Regions from separate parts of the Hordeum vulgare genome. Here region 2 is linked to region 1. The links are chromatin contacts, called in public Hi-C maps. All regions are on one chromosome and are shown on one strand. Each heading gives the region's core, a stretch centred on a gene start, on an enhancer-like site or on the middle of the called end of the contact. The rest is flanking DNA. Distances are from core to core; before and after follow the strand shown.

Evidence for each region. Hi-C and Micro-C count contacts between places; a contact is called where the count stands out from the background.
Region 2: a contact with region 1 is called in a Hi-C map of leaf, with 4 times the contacts expected there. The contact joins the promoter of LOC123429715 here to the enhancer-like site in region 1. A contact is called at or near these places in 5 of 6 Hi-C or Micro-C datasets (leaf and seedling).

Annotation. Positions count from the first base shown.
Region 1 is chr1H:241,198,735-241,205,801 of MorexV3_pseudomolecules_assembly, reverse strand. No RefSeq gene overlaps it. Among protein-coding and RNA genes, the nearest start is that of LOC123429715, 220 kb to the left of the region's middle. Within about 2 kb of position 3,876, at least 2 of the 3 cell types and tissues checked have open chromatin away from gene starts, as enhancers often do. A contact at or near this core is called in leaf, where this site is marked.
Region 2 is chr1H:241,423,087-241,429,662 of MorexV3_pseudomolecules_assembly, reverse strand. It overlaps LOC123429715, which reads right to left and starts at 2,893. Exons shown (of 2, transcript XM_045113726.1): 1 at 1,856-2,893. The coding sequence starts at 2,673.

The DNA.
Region 1 (7,067 bases), core at 2,627-5,126:
AGGATGGCCGGGAGAGCAATGTCCTCGCAGCGAATGGGAAACACCTCGGTCTTGCTGACATTTGTGATGAGGCCCAATGCATCCCCAAAACAGGCAAGGATCGAGCGATGGCTTCGATCTCTTCTTTGATCGGGTTAGCGAAGATGCCAGCATCGTCCGCATAGAGAGAAACCCTGCAGGAGGCCGACCGCGCCATGATGGGCTTGAGGATCCCGGCATGGGAAGCTGCCAGGAGCATAAGTTGCAGAGGATTGATGGCCAGAATGAAGAGCATAGGCGACAACGGGTCACCCCTGACGATGGCCTTTTCCATGTACGAATGGGGTTCCCTGCTCCCCATTTAACATCACCCTGGAGGAAGATGAAGCGAGGGTCGTGCAGATCCAGTCCCGCCAGCGCTGTCCAAATCCCAACTGTTGTAGCATCTCGAGGAGGTAAGCCCAACCCACAGAGTCGAAAGCCTTGGAGATGTCGAGCTTGAGGAAAAGGCCTGGCGTTGAAGAGCGGTGCAATTCTTTGATCAAGTTTTGCACGTGTAGGAAATTGTCGTGGATGCACCGTCTCTGCACAAAGGCACTCTGGCACTTGGAAACCAGTGACGGAAGCAGAGGGGCTAGCCGGTTAGCCAACATCTTGGAGAAGATCTTGGAGATGATGTGTATCAAACTGATTGGGCGGTAGTCGCCAATCGAGGATGCATCGGTGTTTTTCGGGAGCACAATCATGTTGGCTGAATTGATCAGGCCAGTGCAGTCGCCTCTCAGGTTCGCGAGCTGCATCATCATAGCCAGGACATCCCCTTTGATGATCTCCCAGCAGGATTTGAAGAAAGTGTCGATAAAACCATCGGGGCCCGGGGCCTTGACCAAAGGTAATGAGAATACCGCCTCCTTAATCTCCGCCTCGTTGAATGGAGCGTCCAGAGCTGATAGGTCATGGCGCTGCATCCCAATGTTCTCCCAGATAATGGACTTGGTGCGCAGGGTAGGCGTGCCGATGTTAGCCTAGAAGTGGTTCATAACGGCCCGCTCCTTGTCATCTCTGGTAATTGCCAGCCCCGAGGTGGTTGTGATCGTCTTGATGAAGTTCTTACGCCTTCGCCCGTTCGCACAAGCATGGAAAATCTTTGTCGTGGCATCCCCCAGGTGGATCCAGTTGAGCCGAGAATGTTGTCTCAGCTTGATTTTCTGAATGGCAAGAAGCCCGAGGTACGAGGCCTTCAGTTGTTTACGCAAATCCCTCTCAGAGTCCGAGAGCGGTCTTCCCTCCTCAGCAACATCCAGGTGCCAGATGATCTCCTTGGCAACCGTGATCTGGGAGCCAAGCACCCCGACTTTTTCCTTTAGCCACTTGCGCAAGGCCTTCGCGGTCCGACAGAGCTTGATATGAATCTTGCGGATGGCATCACGGGCCTGAACAGGTTTGTTCCATGCTAAGGCAACGGTGTCCTTGAAGCCCGGGAGACGAAGCCAGAATTCTTCGAATTTAAAGGAAGGCTTTCTCGAGTTGCCGACGCACCCCTGAAGGTATAACGGAGCATGATCCGAGCAAGCTGTAGTGATAGCCTGAAGGTGCGCGTTGGGGAAGAGCATGTCCCAATCGTCGGAGTGGAACATGTGGTCAATCTTGGTAAGGACCGAGGTTCGCCTGCGTGCCATAGATGTCTGGTTCTTGTAAAACTCTAAGGACAACTCCAACGGGCAACCCCGTTCTGTCCGCCCGCGTTCGCTTGAGGATAAACGGACTGAACAGGCCGTCGAACGCACGGGAGCAAACAGACCAATATTCGTTTGTGGTCCGTTTTAAATCCATTCCCGATCCAACTTTGGACTGCGTTTGCGGTCGAACGGACATGCGCGAACGACATGTGGCGCGTGCCCATATCCTTCCTGGCCCGCCCATTGGAGACACGTGCGGCTCTTTTTCTACCCCCCCCCCCTCCAGTCGCACCCCCGCCCCAATCCCCTCTCGCCCTAGCCATCGCTATTGTCATTTTTCTCGGTCGTGTGTTGTCCAACACGACTGGTGAGCCCCTGCCCCACCCTAGTCGCAGCTCCTCCACCGACGCCCCGAGATGTCCAACTCCAGCCGCCAGATTTCAGCGGATTCTGCGGTCGGATTAGGAGTGGATCCGGCCGGATTTTAGCTCCTTGCGGCCGTCGGAGGCCTTGCCGTGCCATGGACTAGTCGGGTACTGGCCCGCACAGCTCTCGCAACGCCTTCAGGCTACATGCGGGTACTGAATCCGCCTCTAGCTGCTTGGATCTACTCCGTTGCCGGTTCGCCAACAAATACACCAAGTGTCGTCGTCCGGGCTCGATGCTGGCCCAAATGCTCGTCGGCGCACCAATGTCGTTCATAAAGTGCGATGACTGTCCATTGAAGGTCTTGCACCGCGTGTCTACAACGCCGGAACATCCCGAATGGGTGTTTATCAAGTGTAATAATGATGATGTATGTGCTAGTTTACCTTCTGTTGTGCTTCTCGATTTGGCTCATTTTGCTTACACTCAAATATTTATTGTGTAGGCTAGATGCAAATTTTAATTTGAAAATAAGAATACATCGATCTATTAATAACACACAATTTATTAGATGTTCGTGCACTTTTTGCTAGAATAGAGGCTAAAGATCAGACTAAATGTGATGAAACAACATCTAATTTTTTAGACTCAAAGAAAAAAACATTTAAGATCAACAATAAATGAACCGAGAAGGCACTAATCCAACTTATAGCAGTAGTTATGAAAGTTGGATATGTTTTAAAATGTTTTTTTAGTTCTTGTTTTCTTTAATTCTAGTCAAAATTTGATATGTATTCCAATGTATATAAAAATCAACAACGAAAATATAAAGATTTGATATAAAAATTGTGTGCGAATCAAATGCGACTTAAATGCATCCGCACGTTAGACGCACGATCGCCATATTTATAAATCCAGACGAACACGGATTTATTACCATCTTCAAACAAACGAAACAAACCATATGTATAAAAAATCAACGATAACAATAAAAAGATCTGTTACAAAGAATGTGTATGAATGTAAATACATCCGTGCGTGGTCGTCATATTCATAAATATATTCATAAATCCAGGCAAATGCAATTTCATCATCATCCTTAAACGGACGAAACGAATCATTTAAGATCGTGAGTTGGAGTTGGGCTGACCGGCCATGGGTAGCCGCCTACGTACCCGCGTGCAGTGTTGTCGCCATGCCATCAAACGCCCCCGGTCCATACTAATAGTGGTTGGCCATGATTTGAGAAGGAAAGCGAGGCAGGGTCCCAGAAAAGAAGAAGCTTCAAAAAGATAATCTGTCTAGCCCTTGCCAAAAGCGACACGCACGATTCCGGACTCCATGTTCTCCGTCTCATGCCGTGTCCCGCCAATATATCCACCTCTTTTTGTATCTTTGCGCCGGACTTAATCATCATTTGTTCGGCCAGGTGTTTTTGTGTAGCCAGCTGGACATTCGATTGTATTCGTGGGAGGGCAGGGGATGCACATGTTGCAAGCTGTGCGCTGCTATTTAGGGGCGAGGGGGAGCATTTGCCAGTCGTTCATGCATATGTACAGTACTACTCAAGCCCATCACACATACATCCACACCACGCCCGCTGCATGCAACAACCAGATCTCTCGGGTCCTAACCAAAATGACGTGCCAACTATCATATGCTAATCACGATTTACCCGGCATCTTTGGCGACGCTCTGTGACGAGCAACGGAGAAGTTGTGCACCGACAGACAAGGAAAGAATGATCGAATCCGGCGGGACAGAGACCGGCGCGGCACCCGCACACCCAACCCAACGCAACGCCGCAAGAAATCTTTACGGAGAAAGAGTCGGCTGTTTGGGCACGGAGAGGATGGCGTCTCGCTGTTACGGCGTGGTTGGGGCGTCGGCCGTCGCGGCGCTGTGTCTGCCTGGTGCCTGCAGGAGCCGCGCGCCCGGCGGACGGCGACCGCGTAGCAGCCAGCTACCGCGCCGCGCGTACCGATTCCCGTCGTGTCTCGTCCGTTGCAGGGTCCTTGTCTCGTGGCGCTTGCTGGCGTCCAATGTCACCTGGACTGCCCGGGAATACAGTTGCAGTCATCCATCGGCAATGCGAGCCAGGGGTGAACATGATCCTGCAAACAAGACCGGATTGGTCAACTTCCGAGTACGAAACTACGGAGTCAATTACAAGAAACTATCACATTTGTGATTAGATTTGTAAAAACACCACAATCTCCGTTAAGTCGTTAAAAAAAGCACTGGTCGGTGAGTTGACCCGTTTAATCACTTTCTTATAAGTGAGACAATATTGTAAGCAATTGACTTAGGGCCCGTTTGGAATACCAATAAATTATGATGATCTGGATTATGAAGATATATTATATAATTTGATTTATAAAAATAATCTAGGTGAACACGTTTGGAGGTCAGGTTATATAAACTGTAATTCAGATTTTACATTGCATAATGACCTGTATGTCCTCTATTTTTTAAAATAGGAGGGTGGTGGTGGTAGAAATGTAATTATCTCCAACTTTACAAGGGTAATGGGTCATTGACAATTCATAATCTGATTTTCGTTGAGTAGAGTAGATTGTGAGTTCTTATTAATTTGTCCATCTAGTTTTTATAATTTATAACATAATCTATCTTGTTTGGATACATAATAGATTATAAAAATTGGATAATATAATCTGAGTGGTTACGAAGAGGGCCTTAGCAAAAAAAATGCACACACCCCTAGATTTTAAAAACAAAAGCAATCAACACTCTCCCCGTGGAACACCCGTCCCTCACAACTCCATGTCGTCGCCGTGCTGCTGCCATCCGTCCAGCACGATGGCGCCCGGGCCGGGATGCCGCACCGTGGCCCTGTCGCCTGTCCGGCATGGTGTCGCCCTCGTCGGCGACGGAAAGGGCTACGGCCGCGGGGAAGGACGAGGAGGCGGTCGGCGCCCACGCACGCGTCCTCGATGGACTTCACCGTCGGCATGTGCGGGAGAAGGGAGGCGCTCGCTCGTCGTCTTCTATCTCACTGGCCGCAAGGCCGAGGGCGTCGTGGCAGCGCTCAAGGCTGCCACAAGAGGCGCTCTACGGGTGCTAAATGGAGGCGGTTGCGGCCCTGCTTCGGGCGTTCTTCACCGTGCACTCTTTCAAAGGCTCACACGGCGATGACCACATCTTCCTCGCAAGCAACGACGACGACAACGGTGCCAATGCGTCGCTGCGCCAACTGAGTTGCGTTGGTAGTAGGGATTGTCCACGGTGTGCATGTGAGGGCACGGTGGGGGGGTTGATTGCTTTTGGTTTTTTGGATCCAAGGGTGTGTGTGTGTGTTATTTTTTTGCTAAGTCAACTCTTTACAATCTGGCCCCACTTGTAATAAAGTGATTAAACGGACCAAATCATCCGATCAATGCCTTTTGCAACAACTTAACTCAGATTGCGATGTTTTTTGCAACGGATTAATGAGTTGCTTGTTTTCAGCAAACCTATCCACAAATGTGATAGTTTCACGCAATTGACTAGAAAGCACACGGATGTGAAGGCACGCATATGTTAAGCCGCATCGAACTGCTCAATTGCCTCGCGATTCATGAAGTACTTGTATCCCCACACAGACACGATAAGGCCTAAGTTTTAATTGTTGAAACTCATCATTTTGTACTAAATTTTAAGAATCCAAACTTAACATCTATTTTTCAGAAGCTCATCTAAATCTATTCAAAATGCATCTTATTAGAAAGTCCTCATCACAAAAACACGAATATGAAAACAACACTTTGTTTGGACTTCTCATTCAGAAGGTATGAATGATTGGAAATCAAATGCACGAAGAAAAAGCACGTGCGAGGGACTCGGTGCCCCCCCCCCACTTGCGTGACATAAATCTTCTCCCCTATCGAGTATATAGTCTAGTCCGATCCACACGCAAAGAAATAAGACCCTAAGATTCTTCGTCGACAAGACAAATACATACAACGTCGACCAACACATAGGCACATAACACACATGCATCGATGATTTTCCTAAAACGAGACAAAATGCTCGCCATTTCATTAATTAAGAGGGAAGATTTGTATCAAAGCCTGACAAAGGGCAAGAAGAAAGGTCATCATTCTCGCGATATTACAAAGCCCAAATACTTAGCAGCCCACGAGCACCCACAAACTAATTTCCTCTTTCATGATGCACACCAAGACCGATGAAGGAGTCATGTTGTTGTAGAAGACCCTCACCTTGCGCTCCTCTAAAGCTCCCATGAGATGAACATCGACATGGTTGACATGGACTTCTTATAGTGGCCTTGGCTTAGGTGACATTGATCCACCACTCATTGACGTTACCCCTCAAGCCCCATTCCCGGGGTTTGACGCCGAAGAGGCCAAGCCAATCCAAGATGTCACGTAGAACCCTCACCAAGAAGCGACAGTGGCACAGGTGATGCGTCGAAGTCTCCTGGGTTTGCTTACAAATGGTACAAATGATACGGTTGGGCCTTCCTCGACACTCAAGCCTATCAACCGTCCAAACTCTATTTTGGATCACAAGCCAAGCAAAGAGTTTACATTTCTCGTAACGCCCAAACTTTCCAAACATACACGTACATGGTCGAAGTGGTGTGACCCTCAAATTGTGCTTTGTAGCACAAGGACGTGGAATACACACTATCCAAGGTGAAACTCTACGTGATCGTAACAACAATGTGTGAGACTAACTGAATGGAGGTAAGCTTGTCCCAAAGATACACAAATTGTTGGATCTTTTTAAGGTGAGGCCCTCTTAGGTGTTAATCTGACTCACCGAGAAGTTGTTATCCAAGGTCGTTTGAACCGAGGATTTTTTTTCTTCTTGGAGCACTCAAAAATCTTTGGGGGGGGGGGGGGGACTCCGAGAAAAAGGATAACTTTGTATTGTTTCGATTAAGACGATTGTGGTTCCAGCAAAAAGATCTTTGTATCACTCATTAAAGGGAATCCAAGCCCAACCCAAGGCTTAGCCGGTTTCGTCCAAGCAAACCAAAGCCACATGAGTCTAAGGGTGAAGGAAAACTTATCAGGA
Region 2 (6,576 bases), core at 1,644-4,143, 220 kb before region 1:
CCCGAAACCTTGCCCTTCTTCTCCGACAACGACCGGACAGATCGTGCAGCGGCGAAGGCTCCGGGTGCGCGTGCCTTCCCGACGAGGCCAGCCGGATTTCCGCCCTGCACGAAGACGTTGCCCTTCCGCTTGCGGAACAGGCGCGGTGGTGCCTTGAGCGATGACGGGGCCGACATAGCCGACGACGTGATCTATCGGAGGGGATTGCGCATGCGCGACATCAACGGTGACGGGGGACGGCTGGGAGGCTTCCATGACGGCGAAGGATGGCCGGGAAAGATGGACCGGAGCGGGCGGAGGCGGGGCAATGGCAGCAAAGGGGATGGGAAAAGGGAACGGCCGCGCTGGAAATTTCTCGTGCCAAATCTCGCTGCGGATGGGGGACGAGCTCGGGCCGGCCTCCCACTCCGTGAATCTAAAAGTTGAGGACGAATTTTTGTCTCGTCCCGCAATTCTTTTTACAGGTCTCGGCTTGATACAAGTCTGATCGAGTATTTTTTTTTATGCGAAGCCATATTTTAACGGTTATATTACGGGTCGAGGCATTATACGGGTCGGCGCATTATACGTGTCTACTAGTGCTAGAGATGCTCTAAGCCAAAGGGTGCTGTGAGTGTTTTGTCTTGGACGCATGGTCCTTACTAGTACAGTTGTAGCTGTACCAATACGGATGCCACCAATCATGTTCCTTTCATCTATAGGATCCAATGTCTCCAAAGAGCTTCCCCATTCGTCCTCCACACTTTGTACAGTTTGCAAATATTCGATCGTATTCATGGGAGCTACCTGATGGTCCAGACGGGATGCCAACTTGCGAAAGTTGGTTGCAGCACCAACACCGTGTGGCGATCGAGCAGCTGACATTTAAGTGTGGATTCACTTGAAATGCTAACTGTACCATGAGCGGAAGTAAAGAACAATTTTCTGTTCGTGTGTACGGTGATGCGTGCGACGTAATTAAGCCTACGCAGGCAGAAGCTATGGAGGGACAGAGCGAATCCTGGGCTAGCTTTTGCTTGGAGACAGGTGTTTCGCTCGACTCACTCTCACAGCCGTCGGTCATCAAGCAAGGCAGATGCCCCGTCTCCGTTGTGTATCCATGGATCTATCTGGATGGTCTGCACTACAGTCTACATACAGTGCCTGCCTGTGCCTGGGGCATCTTGTAGGCCACAAAATATGTGTCTTGCTGCGCATCACTTTTCACGTATATGAGTACTAAATCTGTAGGTGCCCCTAGTAGACGACAATGACATCTCGTGGTCGTACGCATATATGCGCTACTCTTTGGCTTGTGTCCGAATTCCCCATTGACTTGTGGAATCTTTCCTTGTGATTGTCATCGATGATATACAGATGGTTGATGCCTTCTGGAATTAAGCAGAATTATTCTTAAACAATGGTTTTGCGGGAAATGAACGATGTGGAATTTCTCTGTGAGAGCAAACACGTTTTCAAGTATGAATTCTGAGAGTGATACCATGCGTATCACCCAGGTTTCTCATTAAGGATTTGCAACTTTAAGCTTCTTGCTATCACTAAGTGTTGCACATTTTTTACTGGTTCATGTTTCTGTTCTGATGATATCCTAGTTGAAAGCTCTGCTTATCAAAGTCATATATCCATTCATGCAAATTTTTAGAAGGCAAATCTTGGGAATAGTTCTTGCAAGCGTAAGGCAACAAACGGACGTCCCAAAATAAGTATCTCAACTTTATATTAAATTTAATAAAAAGTTAGTAATAAAAAGAAAAAGGCTTATGTTCTTTTATCTTAAAAAGAACGGACTAACAGTAACCTCAACACATTTATTTTGAAACGGAGGGAGTATGAAATAGAAGAACGATCAGCTTACCATGTCATTCTGAGTAGGTACACCTGGCATCTGCTCATTGGGCTCCCGGCGGAGACGCCGCGCGGCGCCATAACGCCGTCGTCGCAGGACAGCCTCACGGGCACCATGCCGGTGCGCACGGCCCCGACCCGGACGCGGATGTGGGTGTCCACGACAACCTTGAACGCGAGCCGCCGCCGCCGGTACCCGTCGCGCACGCGGGCCGCCACCGCCTCGTCGACCACAACCCCCTTCGCGGCCGCCACGAACCCGACGACCGCCACCCTCCGGGCGCCGTGCTCGAAGCCTCCCACGGGCGCCCACCCCAGCGTGATGTCTCCGTCACTGTCGGCTAGGTAGACGCGGCCCTCGCCGTCGCCGTACTCGAAGGCGATCTTGTCGTTGGGGTTCCAGGACACCACCTTCACGGCCGCCGTGACGTCCATGGCCGACACCTCGGTGGAGTTGCCGACGCGGAACCGCGTCGTCGACACCGGCTGGAGGTGGAACGACGGCGGCCGCGGGTGGTAGCAGAGGTACGCCAGGCAGGCCGCGGCGACCGCGAGGCAGAGCGCGAGCAGGAAGAACCCGGTTGCGAGGCAGCACACGCGGCGGCCGGAGCACCCGCTGCCGCTGCGATGCCGCTTCCGCGGCGCCCCGCCGCCGCGCTGCTGTCGGTAATGGTGCGCCGGCGGCGGCTTTAGCGGGATCATCTGAGGCGGGGGCGCGAGGGGTGGCTTCTTCAGTGCCGGCGTCGTCCTTGCCGGCGCTGGCGAGGCAGCCGCCACCACGGTGGCCTTGGTTTTGGGCTTCGGCGCCAAGGAAGGCTTGTCGTCCATCGATGGTTCTTGGTCCCGACTGTGAGCCGACCGTGGTGTGTGTCCGAGAGAAGCTTAAAGACTGGGTTTGATCTGTCAAATTGGCAAGTGGAAATGGAGCGGCAGTGGCAAGGCAGTCGGTAGCTATGGAACGCAGTTTTCCCATGTCCAGGGGGACGTCCCCGATATATCTCCATGTACCGCGCAACTAACAGTGGACTTCTGTTGTTGCATTTACAACCTCGAGTTTTGAACATTTTAGCAAATTGCTCACCTTTCAAAATCTTCTTTTTTTAGAGAACACCCATTCCACATACCTACTTACGGCATCTTCAACGTTAATCCGCAAATTTTCTTCCGCACCCGTCCGTTGATAGATAATCAGTCCACGCACACGAATGCGTAAGAACGCCATTTTAACCATAGCTGCATACATTCGGCCTTTTTCATTTTTTTTCAACTCAGCACGATCAAATAGCCGCATGCATATGGTACATACGTTCAAATAGCCAAATAGCCGCATGCATATGGTACATACGTTCAAATAGCCGCATGCAACACTAGTATAAATTTTAAAAAGTTAAAATATTATATTCTAACATTGTTGTCCCTTTCACCGTCCACTCATGCTCAATCAGATTTTTCCTTCAGTTGTTCGTGAGTTGATCGATGTCGAATTTGTTGATGCATTTAAACAAACTCTTCAAATGTGGCTGAATTCTGTTTCGGAAGTTGTTAGATCACCCATGTTCTCAAATTCCAGAGTTATGGGAACATCGCCACCCTCATCCTCGACGATCATGTTGTGCGTGATCACACTGTTGGAAATATGCCCTAGAGGCAATAATAAATTGGTTATTATTATATTTCCTTATTCATGATAATCGTTTATTATTCATGATATAACTGTATTGATTGGAAACTCAAATACATGTGTGGATACATAGACAACACACTGTCCCTAGTAAGCCTCTAGTTGACTAGCTCGTTGATAAAAAATGGTCAAGGTTTCCTGGTCATAGATAAGTGTTGTCACTTGATAACGGGACCATATCATTAGGAGAATGATGTGATGGACAAGACCCAAATTATAAACGTAGCATATGATCGTGTCAATTTATTGCTACTGTTTTCTGCATGTCAATGTATCTGTTCCTATGACCATGATATCATGCAACTCTCGGATACCGGAGGAATACCTTGTGTGTATCAAACGTCGCAACGTTACTAGATGACTACAAAGGTGCTAAATAGGTATCTGTGAAGGTGTCTGTTGGGTTGGCATGGATCAAGACTGGGATTTCTCACTTCGTGTGACGGAGAGGTATCTCGGGGCCCACTCGGTAATACAACATCACAACAAACCTTGCAAGCAATGTGACTAAGTAGTTAGTCATGAGATATTGCATTACGGAACAAGTAAAAAGACTTGCCGATAACGAGATTGAACTAGGTATGGAGATACCGGCGATCGAATCTCGGGCAAGTAACATATCGAAAGACAAAGGGAACATAATACGAGATTAATTGAATCCTTGACATAGAGGTTCAACCAATAGAGATCTTCGTAGAATATGTAGGAGCCAATATGTGCACCCTGGTCCCGCTATTGGTTATTGACCGGGGAGTGTCTCAGGTCATGTCTGCATAGTTCTCGAACCCGCAGGGTCTGCACACTTAAGGTTCAGTGACGTTTCTGTATAGTTGAGTTATAGGTGTTGGTGACCAAAGGTTTTTTGGAGTCCCGGATGAGATCCTGGATGTCACGAGGACCTTCGAAATGGTCCGAAGGTAAAGATTGATATATAGGAAGTCCTATTTTGGTCACCGGAAAGGTTTCGGGCTCATCGATAGTGTACCGGGAGTGCCGAGAGGGTACCGAGGGACCACCGGGAGGGGTGTGACGACCCAAGGGCTTCATGGGATGTGAGAGGAGGTGGACCAGCCCCTGGTGGGCTGGACGAAGTCTCTCTCAAAAGTCCATGCGGCTAGGAGTGGAGATAAAAGACAAAAGTCCTTTAAAAGGAAAGGAAGGAGGAGTCCTCCCAAAGTAGTCCACTTCCCTTGTGGGAAGGTGGACTCTTCCTTATAGGGTTCGGCCGACCCCTTCTCCTTGGAGTAGGGGCCAAGGCTGCCTCCTCTCCCCTCCTCCTATATATACTAGAGGTATTGAGGGTTTTTTGACACACAGAAATCAGCCACGGCTGCCTCTCTCTCCCTCTAGATTTGTTTCTCCTCTAGTCTAATTCGGCGGTGCTTAGGCGAAGCCCTGCTGGATTAGTCACCACCACCACCACCTATTTGATTATGCCACTTGTGCAATTTTTGAAGATGGTTCTACACACTCTTTTATTTAAAAACCTTGTTTTAAGTATTTTTTCTGTGTGTTAAAATGCATTTCACCACTTTCTATAATTCAAAACTAAAAACTAATAATTTTCACAATGCTAATATTCACCCTAGTATTTTACAAAAATGAGTTGACATTTTTCTGGGTGTTATATTTTCTTGTTTTTGTCGTGGTCTTATTTTGTCCATTATAATTGCGACAATAGATTGCGTTGTTGACGAGGGAGTTGGATGAGAAGATTTTGAGGACTTTGAAGACCTTGTTGAGCGAGGCAACCAACCCTTTGACCATGACTATGAAACCCCTTTTATGCATGTCATATGGCACTTTATTTCGCTGCATCTGAATCATGATTGAATTGGTGACCACCTTGGTGGGTTGTCTCCGATATTTCCTCGTTGATACTTGCACTGAGCATGATCCTACCATCCTATGAGGGTTGTGTGGGTGGGAAGTGGATATGATGCTACGTAGTTGCTACACCATTGGAATGGGATTATGCATGTGTTGGAAACAACGGTGTTTTCAAAGACTTTTTGAAAACCCCGCCGGGTGCCACTAATGGTCGAGGGACATGGCAATGAGTTAGGTAACCATTTGAGAAAGAAGTGGCGTACCGAGGCAAGATGCGTGTGTGTTTTCGGAAATGGATTAGATGTAAGATGGGCTCACCATCCCAACCATACATGCGCAACCACGATACCCCATATGGTATGGGGCTTTGCTGATTACCTTGGTCGGTAGTAGCACAGAGCCGACACTACTAGTGTCGGGAGTGACATGGTCACTCTCGATACGGGGTCATGCCGGAAAGGACGACCATGGGCTGCTTTCAAAGACATTGGGCACACTATTGCGTGCCCTCGTGGATGATACTTGTGATGTACATCACGAGGGATGGCACCAACGAGTAGACTCTTTATTAGTATCATCACGAGAAAGGCAATGTTCGGGTAATTACCTTGGGTATGGAAAATACCACAAGTCGTGGATTGACACGGAAGTTTCCCGAGTCCCGTGGGTAAACTTTGCAACCTATGCAGAGTGTAAAATTATTAAAATAGCCGTGTCCATGGTCATGGACAGTTGGTGGTCCTGTTTAGACTATGTCCAAATGTTTTCACAAACTTGGACTATGTGTGCGTGAGAGAGAAAGATGATACTTTAGCTAAGTCAGATGACTTGACATGACGAGTGAACATGAGATGTTCAACCCCTAACATAATGATATCTGTAACCTGTTCATATGGATATCTGTAAACTCATGATGCATGCATTTACAAGTTGATTGATCCTATCATTGTACTCAAAACTAGCTTTCCGCAATTTACCTACTTAGGGCCACATCATGCATTGTTATTGCCTTGTTCCAAACATGGGTGTCTTGCGAGTACATTCAAAGTACTCGTTGGCTTGCCACTAGTTATTTAATTGGTCGTGCGTGGAAGAATATGAGTATGATGAAGAGTTCATTGGAGACGAACATGCGAACTAGGACGCTTCCCACTCAGAATGCTTGTAGGGTTAAGGCAGACGGCATGAGTTCACGCTTTCGTTCAAGATTTCCGCTGCTA